2 separate regions of the Hordeum vulgare genome follow, and region 1 is linked to region 2. The links are chromatin contacts, called in public Hi-C maps. All regions are on one chromosome and are shown on one strand. The core of a region is the stretch at or near the end of the contact, and the rest is flanking DNA. Distances in the headings are between cores, read along the strand shown.

Region 1 (5,518 bases), core at 2,818-5,317, 900 kb after region 2:
TGGGATTGAGAGTTAGCAAGCTCTAAAAAGGTCAACAATGGGGAAAACACGAGCTGGAAGGATGGGGAACCATTAGAGAAGAAGACCCCCTTAAATAGGTCCCCACGAATCTGACCATTACAACCATTTTTACACGGCAACTGTACAACCGGTTGTGAGGGCGGTACAACCACTCAGCCTAATTTAGCGGAACAACTCGCCAACCACCGCGCAACAACCGTTCCAAAACAGAGACTTGGCCCGAGGTTCCACCTGCCATGGCCACTGGGCGTGCCTAAGTCCCAAGCGGTACAACCGCTTGGAACACCGGTAGTATCGGCTATACTTAATATAGAGGTACAACCGGGCCACCACCGTCCAACTACCGCAGCTAAACAGATATGTGTCCAGTTGTGGACCGGCGCTGGGCTAGTACAACCGCCCAGGGGTTGAGCGGTACAACCTCCCTAGGCAGCGGTACAACCGCTGGAAGAAAACAGGAAATACTAGAACTGCCATAACTTCTATAAATGAGCTCTGAATTGAGAAAACTCAATCTTTTCGGATTTAGGATGACAAGAGCTATCCAACAGTTGGAAGAAGAGGTAGTTATGAAAAATGCCAATGATATAGAGATGTGAAAGCTCTATGAATGAAGAACTGACAAAAACTCCAACATCGAAAACATCATAGAAGATGCACATGAACTCCATTTTTTATCAACTCAAGCTTGTCATAAAGATGACCATAAGCTCTAAAACTCACAAAAAGAAACACCAAACAAGAACCAAGAAATATGATGCAAGGTTGCAAATAGTTTGAGCTCTCAACGAGCGACACGATCAAGCTACTCACTTGAGAGAGCCCATTGTCAGGACGACAATCTATCCAAAAATAAAAAAAATCTATCAAGGGCAAACTTATACCTTGCACCTAGTCCACTTGAGCTAGATGATGATGATCTTGACTTCCTCAAGACAGACCACCTTTCTTGATTGCGTTGGCTTGATGAAGACTAGTAAATTTCTCCCCCATACTCCACTATGGGTGAGCCACTCTCCAGCACATTTTCACAAGTCCATTGCCACCATAATGGACAGCAAGCTCCAAGCATGATATCTTTGTGATGCCCCACTTGAACTTGCACAGCGCAATCTTGATAACGATCACCACTTGACGTCATCCTCCATGGGTTGTATGAGGTCTTCCTCTTGACGCAAGCCCATGGAAACACACCATGGGATCACTTGATCCCTCTCGATACATCATGTACGCTTTGTTCGTTGATCAACTTGATTTACTCTTTGTCTTAATCTTGATCAACCTTGTGTCTTTATGAATATCATCATCACGGATGGTTGGCACATTTGGATACAGGGGAACTCCAAAGTATGTAAGGCTCATAACCATTCCTTACGAGGCTTGTTTTTTTTTTGCTCGAAAATGATCTTCAGATGATCAAGTCCGGGTTCAAGTTTAAGCATCAGCAACGCTATATAGAGTGGATTGACTCATATCTAATTTAATTTTTTCCCGTGGATTTTTCTATAAGTGGAGTTGGATGGTTTTTGCTATTTTACTGTTTGGGTGTCTATGGATAGTTTCTTTTATTAATGAAATTTATCCTAGAGCAACTGTTCTACGTGTTTTTTTTCGAACCGGGCTTTCTCCCCTTTCCATTACTTTCATAACGGAAATACAATGTTTTTGAAACCAGAACCAGAAAGAGAGGGAAAGGGAAAAAAGCGAGTTCGGGACAATATCAGGAAACCCACCGTTCATGCCTGTCATCAGGAACACAAACTGCGGGGCGAAAACCTGATATCATCCGAAACTACGCAAAAAGATCAAAAGTTACACTACCATGGATGAGCACCGCTACGAGGAGTCCCAACAACCATAACCGGACCAGGCTCACAAAAGAGCACAAGATAAAACGAAAGTTTCACAAAACTGACAGAGATCTAATCACCACCGTGGTACCAAGCTATCTGCACTGCAACTAGCAAGGTTCATCGCCAAGGGGATCGAACACCTTCTTCCTGCACTTACCACTCCTCCCACGCTTCTTCCTTATCAGCCTGTTCGTTCGATTCTGGCCTTGGTGGTCCACATAGCAGCAGCATTTGGGATGCGCTCTCTTTCAACAACTAAGCCCCCTTCTTGACAGTCTCCGCCATCGCCGGCTTTTGCGTACCTGCCCAGTATTCAATAAACGCACACGTTGTGAAAGCAATTTCAAAAGGAGTTTTAATCCACTTTTTTTCAAAAGTAGCCCGATTCCGAGCCAACCAAATAGACCAGCAAAATGCAGCTAAGCCAACAATATAAATCTCGCATAAGCCCGGCAAAAAAGCATATAACCAAGAGTAAACCTGCCAAATCGTTTTCGGAATATAATTGGTACCAAAAACAACACCAATCGTTCTCCAAACAATCTTGGCCACCGAGCACCCAAAGAACAGATGCTGCGCCGATTCAAGTTCATCACAGAAAGAACATTTAGGGCCCCCCTGCCACTGGCGTTTTCTCATATTATCTCTAGTAAGAATGGAGCTTTGAAATGAGTGCCAGAGGAAGATTTGGATCTTCAAAGGAATCTTAGTCCCCCAAATTCACTTATAATGGGTCCCCGCAAGGTTTCTCTCTAACCATCTATACATAGATTTAGTGGAATATTTCCTGAAATTATCTAACTTCCAGTAAACCTCATCATCTTTATCTGCACAAATTTTATCCAACACATATTGCTTCATTTCATTCCATTTCTGGAGCATAACTGGAGATAACCTTCTCCTAAAAGAAGTTAAATGATTCATACTCTCCAGCTTATCAACAGTACACTCCTTATCAACAATACACTCCTCATCAACAGTTCTACGGTTTTCGATTCAATAATGAAAAAGAAAGAAAGAAACCACCGTGGCCGCACTGGGTATCACTGCCCTGCAGGCCAGTTTGGTGGTGCAGCGAAATAAAAAAACACCACGTCTCTGTATCAGGATGTGGAAGAAACAAGGCCATAACAGGAGCGGAGCGCGTCACCATTTCGCCTTCCTTTTAAAGCGGGGGATGTATACTCGATGAGTGAAAGGTTGAAAACTTTGGGAGCGCTCCTCGATGATGGCACCGAGCGTGTCCTCTCCACTTGGGAAAGGGAAAGGCGCTGCAGAAAATTGTGGTGGTCGCGGGCTGTCTCGATGGCACGTCGCTCCCGTAAACAAACAACCCAAGAAAGTCTGCAACTAAAAAGATGCGGATGAGAAAGCAGAAGGGAACGGGACAACCACGGATGGATATCAATCTGACATGAACTCCATGTGTGGATTCCGCGGGGGTTACAAATAGCTGCCATATCAACTTCTAGTCATCCTTTTTATTTATGGAAAAGAAACTGGATGTTACTCACTAGTACTTCTCTATGTTTCTTGCGTTCCGGCCAGTGCGGATGGGTTGAATTCTTCTGGTTGCATGTGCGGTGGGGATGTGCCGGTTTGCAAAGTCAGAGTTAATCAAACTAACATTAAATCCAATGTGTATATGTATGAACTGTCATTACTAGTACTCCATCTTAATGACAGTCCATGAGTAAATAAGAAGTCAGGTTTATGTATGAACTGCCATGAGTACTACTACTAGTGTGGGTTTATATTTAAAGTAAGGTACTCCCACCATCTCGGTGCATGAGGCATATTAGAGAAAACATATACAGTAAGTAAATAAGAAGGAGTCAGGTTCGTTCCAACGCATTGTTGCCGCGTTAGCCGTGATCTAACGTGAATATTCATTCCACAGGACAGGACACCGGCCGGTGGTGGTGGAGGAGGAGAAGATACTCTGAATGTGAGAGAGTTGGTGTTGGGGCCTAGGAAAGAAGAGAGGATGAATCAAGAGCCATTAAGATGAGGACAAGTAATTACTAGAGTTGCTTAAGATAAGGGCCACAGCTGCGGTGCGCGCGGTAAGAAGTGAAGGACGGGAGGGGTCTTGGCCCGCAAGCCGCACGGCTCTCTCTCTCTCTCTCGCTGCGCGTGACCGCGTGGAGCCTTATATAAGCCGGCCCTCGGTTCCTCCCCCCAGTCTCTCTCCCTTGTTCCTAAACCCGCCTCTCCCTCTCTCTTTCACACACGCCTCTCTCTCTTTCTCTCGGCCTCCATTTCCTCTTCTTCTAGCTCTAGCTAGCTAGCTTGCTTCGGCGCCCGGCTTGGAGATGTCTGAGGTTTCGGTGATAAACCAGGCGACGGAGGTGGAGGACGCGGCGGCGGGGCTGGACCTGCCGCCGGGGTTCCGGTTCCACCCCACGGACGAGGAGATCATCTCGCACTACCTCACCCCCAAGGCTCTCGACCACCGCTTCTGCTCCGGCGTCATCGGCGAGGTCGACCTCAACAAGTGCGAGCCATGGCATCTCCCAGGTACACGTCCAAATTAAGCTGCTCCTCTGATCTGATCATCCGAGCCCGACGGGCCGTGCCTTAAGCTTACTTAGTTTGCGTGTTTCCACCGGCCGGACAGGCAAGGCCAAGATGGGCGAGAAGGAGTGGTACTTCTTTTGCCATAAAGACCGCAAGTACCCGACGGGGACGAGGACCAACCGCGCCACCATGAGCGGCTACTGGAAGGCCACCGGCAAGGACAAGGAGATCTTCCGGGGGAGGGGCATCCTCGTCGGAATGAAGAAGACGCTCGTCTTCTACCTAGGCCGTGCACCCCGCGGCGAGAAGACCGGCTGGGTCATGCACGAGTTCCGCCTCGAGGGCAGGCTCCCCCACCCGCTCCCGCGCTCCGCCAAGGTTGGTTGGTTTAGCTCTCGATCCTATTTCATCCCTCCTTTAATTTCTCTGCTTGATTTGCTAAATACTTGACTAATTGGCGTGCAGGACGAGTGGGCCGTGTCCAAGGTGTTCAACAAAGAGCTCACGGCCACCAACGGGGCTATGGCAACGGCAATGGCAGCGGCGCCGGACGCCGGGATCGAGCGAGTCAGCTCGTTCGGCTTCATCAGTGACCACTTCCTTGACGCCGGGGAGCTGCCGCCCCTCATGGACCCTCCCTTGGGCGGCGACGTCGACCAAGTCATCGATTTCAACTCCAACTCTGCCTACGCCACCGGTGGCCGTTCCGGATCCGGACTCGAGGTTAAGATGGAACAGCACATGCCGCCGCACATGATGTACTCGAGCCCGTACTTCTCCCTGCCGGCCGCTAATTCCGGCGACCTGTCGCCGGCGATCCGGAGGTACTGCAAGGCGGAGCAGGTCTCGGGGCAGACGTCTGCGCTCAGCCCGTCCCGCGACACCGGGCTCAGCACCGACCCCAACGCCGCCGGTTGCGCCGAGATCTCGTCGGCGCCCACACCGTCGTCCCACAATCAAGACTTCCTTGACCACCTTGACGAGTACCCCGCCCTCAACCTCGCCGACATTTGGAAGTACTGATGACGCCCGGATCGATCGGAGCTGCGTGCCACACGATTGGCTCTGGCTCTGGCTCTCCTTGATTAATTACTCGATTGGATTACTTGACTTGGTGTGTGATG
Region 2 (5,751 bases), core at 539-3,038:
TTATATGTATATTTTTATTAGGTATATCACCAACATGTACATATTCATTTGTATATTCACATCAAGGTATGTATATATTCATGTGTATATTCACATCAAGGTATGCATATTTTCATTTTGGTACAACACCAACACGTAGATATTAAAAGTATGACATTTATGTTTACATTTTCATTTGGTATAACTTCGACATGTACATATTTCGTATAACTAGGAAAATGGCCCATGGGTTGCAACGGGAGAAAAAACATAATCTTCAATGATGATGACCACATTATGTTCACACATCATCGGTTGATTTTAAAATTTTGTGCACAAATGCAAGAAAATGTTTCTTCTTTTCAATTTATTCACAAGTTGAAGCAATCTTTACATTTTCAAAAAAAAAAATCATGGTTGTCAAAAATCTTGGTAACTCAAAGAATTATTCTTAATTTCAACATTTGTTTTTAGAAAACATACAATAATAATCCGATCCATCCAACAGTTAATTCTTCAAAAATCAAACGGATATATTTTCACAAATACTTAGAAGCATTAATGTTTAACTACACACATTAGATCTTTCATGAACAATTTTACAAATATGAGAACATTTTTTACAATTTACAAACATTTACTAAAAATCATGAATATTTTTTATATTTCAAATGGGTTTAAATATTTTATTTTGAATTGGCGACCAATTCTAGAAAAGACAAACATAATTTTTGATGTTGGAGGATTTTACTTTAAATTCACAAACATTTTTGAAACGCATGGGCCGGCCCATACGGTGTGTTGGATATTCTCCCAGGATGCAGAGCGTAATATAGGAGGTTTTTACATGGGCCGGGCTAGTTAGAGATTTTTCGCTTTGTGAAACGATTTTTATTACTTACCAGTGGCATGGTGGGTAATTTATGCAAAGTTCAGGGACAATTTTCATGATGTACCACAAAAGCAATAGGTGCTTTATTAATATGTAAAGATGTAAATATACCCACTAACTAGTATCACGGTCTATGTGGATATATTGGGTACATGTACATATGTATGTATCCAAGTACGAATGTTCATAGCATGTTTGTCTCTGAAAACAATTATTAACCATTTAATATACTACTAGTACATGCAAATAAAAAATGGAAGGTCATTATTTTGTTAATTGAATGTCATGTACTAATGAATATGACTTGCTATATATATATATATTAATTGAATGTCATGTACTAATGAATATGACTTGCTATATATATATATATATATATATATATATATATATATATATAGGGCCGCGTTATTCGTCATGCTGGGTGAGGAATAGTTATTTTTCACCCCCTCCAGTTTAACATCAACGCATCGTAATTTTACGTTCCGTAATTTTTTTTTCTTATTCCATACATAAAAACAGACCGTAAGAAAATATATAATCATCGTAAAAAATATTTTTGTTACATAAAATTACAAACGTAAAAACATAGTATAAAAGATACATAAAATGCATATTTTCTTGTCTTATAGGCTATATTTTTAAAAAATTTATGCCAAATTTTACATAGTGGTTCAATATGAATGTAACTATTTATTTTAAATGTAATTTATTTATGAAAAGCTCGTAAGATTACCTAGGGTGAAGAATAACCTACTCTGCACCCTGGGTGATGAATAGAGTCTCTCTCTCTCTCTCTCTCTCTCTATATATATATATATATATATATATATATATATATATATATATATATATATATATATATATATATATATATATATATATATCCACGAAACTCAAACAATAAATATCAACAATTTCATAAATCCGCCTCTATTTCTTGTACACAACGGTTGCTGGCGGTTTGAGTGTCTACGCCCTAGGACCTTACCTATGCTTTGTGCGACGCACGATCATAGTACTGCCACCCCACTAAATACTGAACATACGTGTATGCCACAACCATGCAACGATCGAGCAACCTCTTATGAAATGGCTTCCATAATGTTTGATTCTACATGCTGTGGCAGCACAAGGTAACCCAAGAAACCAAATCAGACCCTGTAAACTCCGCGGCGTTCCCCACGATGACAACCTCGTCTCGATCGTCTCATCGTCTCTCCTGCATGACGCGCAATCTTCTGACGCCATGCAAGCGAGCCCTTGCGCGGCTCTTCCGCATCCCGGCCTCCGCCGCCCTCTCTATCAGGGCTTTCCGGTTCCGCAATCTCCGCAAGTCCACTGCCAAGATGAGTCCCCGCCACCGTCGCCGTGCGGGCCGGAGCTTCCGGTCGGTCCGCGCGGTGTTCTGGCCGTTAATCCCCCCGTCTTCCACGGCGGCAATCTCGACAGAGAGCCCTACCGCGCGCAGTGTAGTTGCTGCGGCGGTCCCAGAGGTGCCGGTGCCGTCGCCAGAGACGCCTGCTTATGTGAAGATGGTGGCGCGGCTGCGGTCGAGGACGACCACGCGAATTGGAGAGGAGAAAGAGGAGGCATGCCGGAGTTTCGAGAGCTTCCTGATGGAGATTTTGACGGAGGAAGGCAAAGCGCGGGACCTGCAGGACGTGGAGGAACTCCTACAATGCTGGGAGCGGCTCAAGTCGCCGGTGTTCGTCGATCTGGTCTGCCGGTTCTATGGCGATCTGTGCAAGGACTTATTCTCCTCTGCCGCCGGGGGTGTGGACGGCGGAAACACTGACCAGGACGTGGGACCAGTTTCCATGTCGGCTGCTTAACTAGTGTAGTGTAACTCGTTGCCACATCGTGTTGTAAGTTTGTAAACAAAACCCTTAATTCTACAGTTTACTCCGTGTTCTTTGAAAAAAAAAAGTCTCGTAATCCCTACTCCTAAGGGCTTGTTCGGTTAATCCCCACCACAAAGGAGTTAAGGTGGATTTTGACTTACAGAGGATTTAGTCCTCCCAATCCATTCTAATCCTCTTCAAATCCATTACAACCGAACAAAACCTAAAGAAAGACTTGTAGTCTTGCCTCACATCCCACTAACCCCTTGACAAGCATTATATTACGTCCGCGAGCATCTTACAAACAATCTTTCTTTCAAGAAAAAAGTAAAAACATCCGACCGATTTTCTAGAAAAATCACCCGCATCACCCAAGGACCACACGTTCATCAGGCCATCGTCTATCATATTCTCCTTTATCCTTTTTTTCTTTACTAGATCACGTTCTCCCTTATCTTCAGCCAGTCAAGGAGAGCCACTCATTCACTTCCCTTCCTGATCTCCTACCTCTTCTCCTCGCATATCCCGTTTCTTTTCTCTCGCCTCTCTCCTGCAGCCTGGCCGACAAAGACTAGAGCCGCCACTCGCCGCACGCTGCTGCAAGAGCACCCCGCTAGTGTTCACTCACTTCTCTCCTCTGCAGCCTCAATCACACCGGCGCGACATCTCAAGGCACACTCGCGCTGCTACAAATCGTCGTCGTCGCGATGGAGTTTTGCCTCATCACGCGGTGCCACCATGGAGCTGCAATGGAGCATCACCGGGGGGGGGGGGGGGGGGGGGCATTGGTGCTACAATGGAGCTTTGGCACGCCACGCGTTGTCACCATGGAGCTACAACTAATGAAGCATCGTCGGGAGCTCGTCGGCGCTACATTGAAGCTTTGTCGCGTCGTGTCATGCTGCCATGGAGCTACAATGAATCATTGTTGGGGAGTTCGTCGGTGCTACGATGAAGCCTTGCCGCGTCGCTCTGTACTGCCAGTGAGATTCAAGTGGCCGTCGGCGCTGCCATGGAGTGTTGCGTCGTAGCTTGACGGAGAGAGCACCCTTGCTACAAGTAGCCTGCCACGAACTGGTCGCCCATGGAGCATCAGTGGCAGCAGCAGCGAAGTATTGCGATGCAGGAAGCCGGGAGAGTCGCCGGAGAAAGTGTTGATGCTACAATCAACGCCGTGGCGAAGATGCCGGTGCGGGAAGGGAAGAGGTCAGGGACATTTTTGTTTTGTACTAGCAATTGGTGGTTAGGACGTTGTGTGCTACAATGAAGAGCTTGGACGTGAGAAAGGACGAGATGTTGTTTGGGAGATCGGACGAGTATGAATTTGAAACCGGATGGCACGCTAGACGGATGATCTCTATTCGGTAAATTTGTAGCAGGCACCTTTTCTCAATCTCTCCCTAATAATAAATCAGCTAATGCTTTTGTCGTACGCCATGACGTTTTTATAAAAAACTCCTCCTGTTTTTGTCAAATCAACCCGCAGTTCCTACTTTAGTTGATTCAGAAAAAACGTTTCACTTTTATAAAAAAAACTTGTAACCCGTCTTTGTCCGAATCGGACCGCACCGCCGCCTGCAGCTCCCTCCTGATCGAGCTCCCCTCACGCCCGCAAGCCTCCTCACCGGTGACCCCACACCGCCGCCACGCCCCGTCGGAACTCCGGCCGCTCTGGCGCCTCGCCCCTCTCCCTTCTCCTCCTTCGTCTCAATCTTCTCGCATCTCTCCCTCTTTCTCGCTGAACAGGGACCTCCAGGAGGGCCATGGCGCCGCCGGCCCTCAATCTCGCCGGATCTGACAGCGTCCACGTCAAATCCACCGAAAATGGATCCACCCCGGCCAGATCCGACCGGGCCTCGATCACAATCTCCATCAAATCTCGCCGCATTGCAACTTCCAGAGTAACGCCCAATGTCGCCGGCGAAGGAAAATCATCCGTCGAGCCGTCCATCCCTGAGGCGGCTACACCAAAGGTATGTCGCCTCTTGAAAGTTAATCAGCGATATAAGCCCGTGTTTCAGTTTTTTTTTTTGAAAAATTGGTGGTACTTCTGATTGCTCTTCAGATTCTTATTTCCCTCTCAGTTCTATATATGTTCCTGTACTTCTAATTGAATCTTCAGTTCTCAAATTTGCTGCAACTTGCAATCAACCCTGATGAAGAACCTAGATGCGTAGATTGATGTGTAAAAAAAGACTAATGACTTACGTTTTAACTTGGGGTATGCATGGATGCATGTGCGTACCTACATCTACTCACAGTTCAATTAGCATATTCAGTGTTCTATGCATCATTGCTCATCTTCTGGCCATACAATTCCAGAAAAGAAAGAGTTTCGGCAACGGTTAATAGGAAGTGAGCAGGGAGATAATGAACATGTAAAGCAGTTTTTTTAGAAAGTAAAACTAGAGTTCGATTTGTACTTGAGCCATCACTTAAGAAGTTCTTCACCACTTGTAAATTCTTTGGGAGCTTCCAAGGATATAATTTTTTTCAGGATGCCAATTATAAGAGGTAACGGAGTGCTTTAATTAAGATCCGATGTTTGTCGGTTCTCACATGATAATACTTTGGAAATCACAAGCACTACAGAGTCATGTATTGTGTGGATCAATACTTATTTTATACTCCCTCCGTACGAAATTACTTGTCGCACAAATAAATAAAAAAGAATGTATCTAAAACTAATATACATCTAGATACATCCATTTTTATGACGAGTATTTTCGGACGGAGGGAGTAGTTGTTTGTCATTAGTTTTATGTGTTTCCTTTTTTGCTTTTACTATGACAAGTGCAGATTGAGTTTCTATATAAACATAAAATTTCTTTGATATTTTCGAAATTCACAAAGGTAGTTTTTAGAAATGGGGCAAAACAATTACTTTCGTATTAAGGACAGTAAAACCGGACCTATTCCGAGCTCTCTCACGCATCCTTGCTCGTGAGCCGTTGATTACCGGACCTATTTCGAGCTCTCTCACGCACAATTACTTTTGTATATATATTAAAATGTTGCTCCAACCCGCCGGTCCTC

Evidence for each region. Hi-C and Micro-C count contacts between places; a contact is called where the count stands out from the background.
Region 1: a contact with region 2 is called in a Hi-C map of seedling, with 5 times the contacts expected there. The contact joins the promoter of LOC123448745 here to the promoter of LOC123446516 in region 2. A contact is called at or near these places in 2 of 6 Hi-C or Micro-C datasets (leaf and seedling).

What each region holds. Positions count from the first base shown.
Region 1 is chr4H:404,787,723-404,793,240 of MorexV3_pseudomolecules_assembly, forward strand. It overlaps LOC123448745 (NAC domain-containing protein 92-like), which reads left to right and starts at 4,068. Exons shown (of 3, transcript XM_045125738.1): 1 at 4,068-4,394; 2 at 4,495-4,772; 3 at 4,860-5,518. The coding sequence starts at 4,190. The coding sequence ends at 5,417.
Region 2 is chr4H:403,892,399-403,898,149 of MorexV3_pseudomolecules_assembly, forward strand. It overlaps LOC123446516, which reads left to right and starts at 1,789. Exons shown (of 1, transcript XM_045123090.1): 1 at 1,789-2,800. The coding sequence starts at 1,990. The coding sequence ends at 2,706.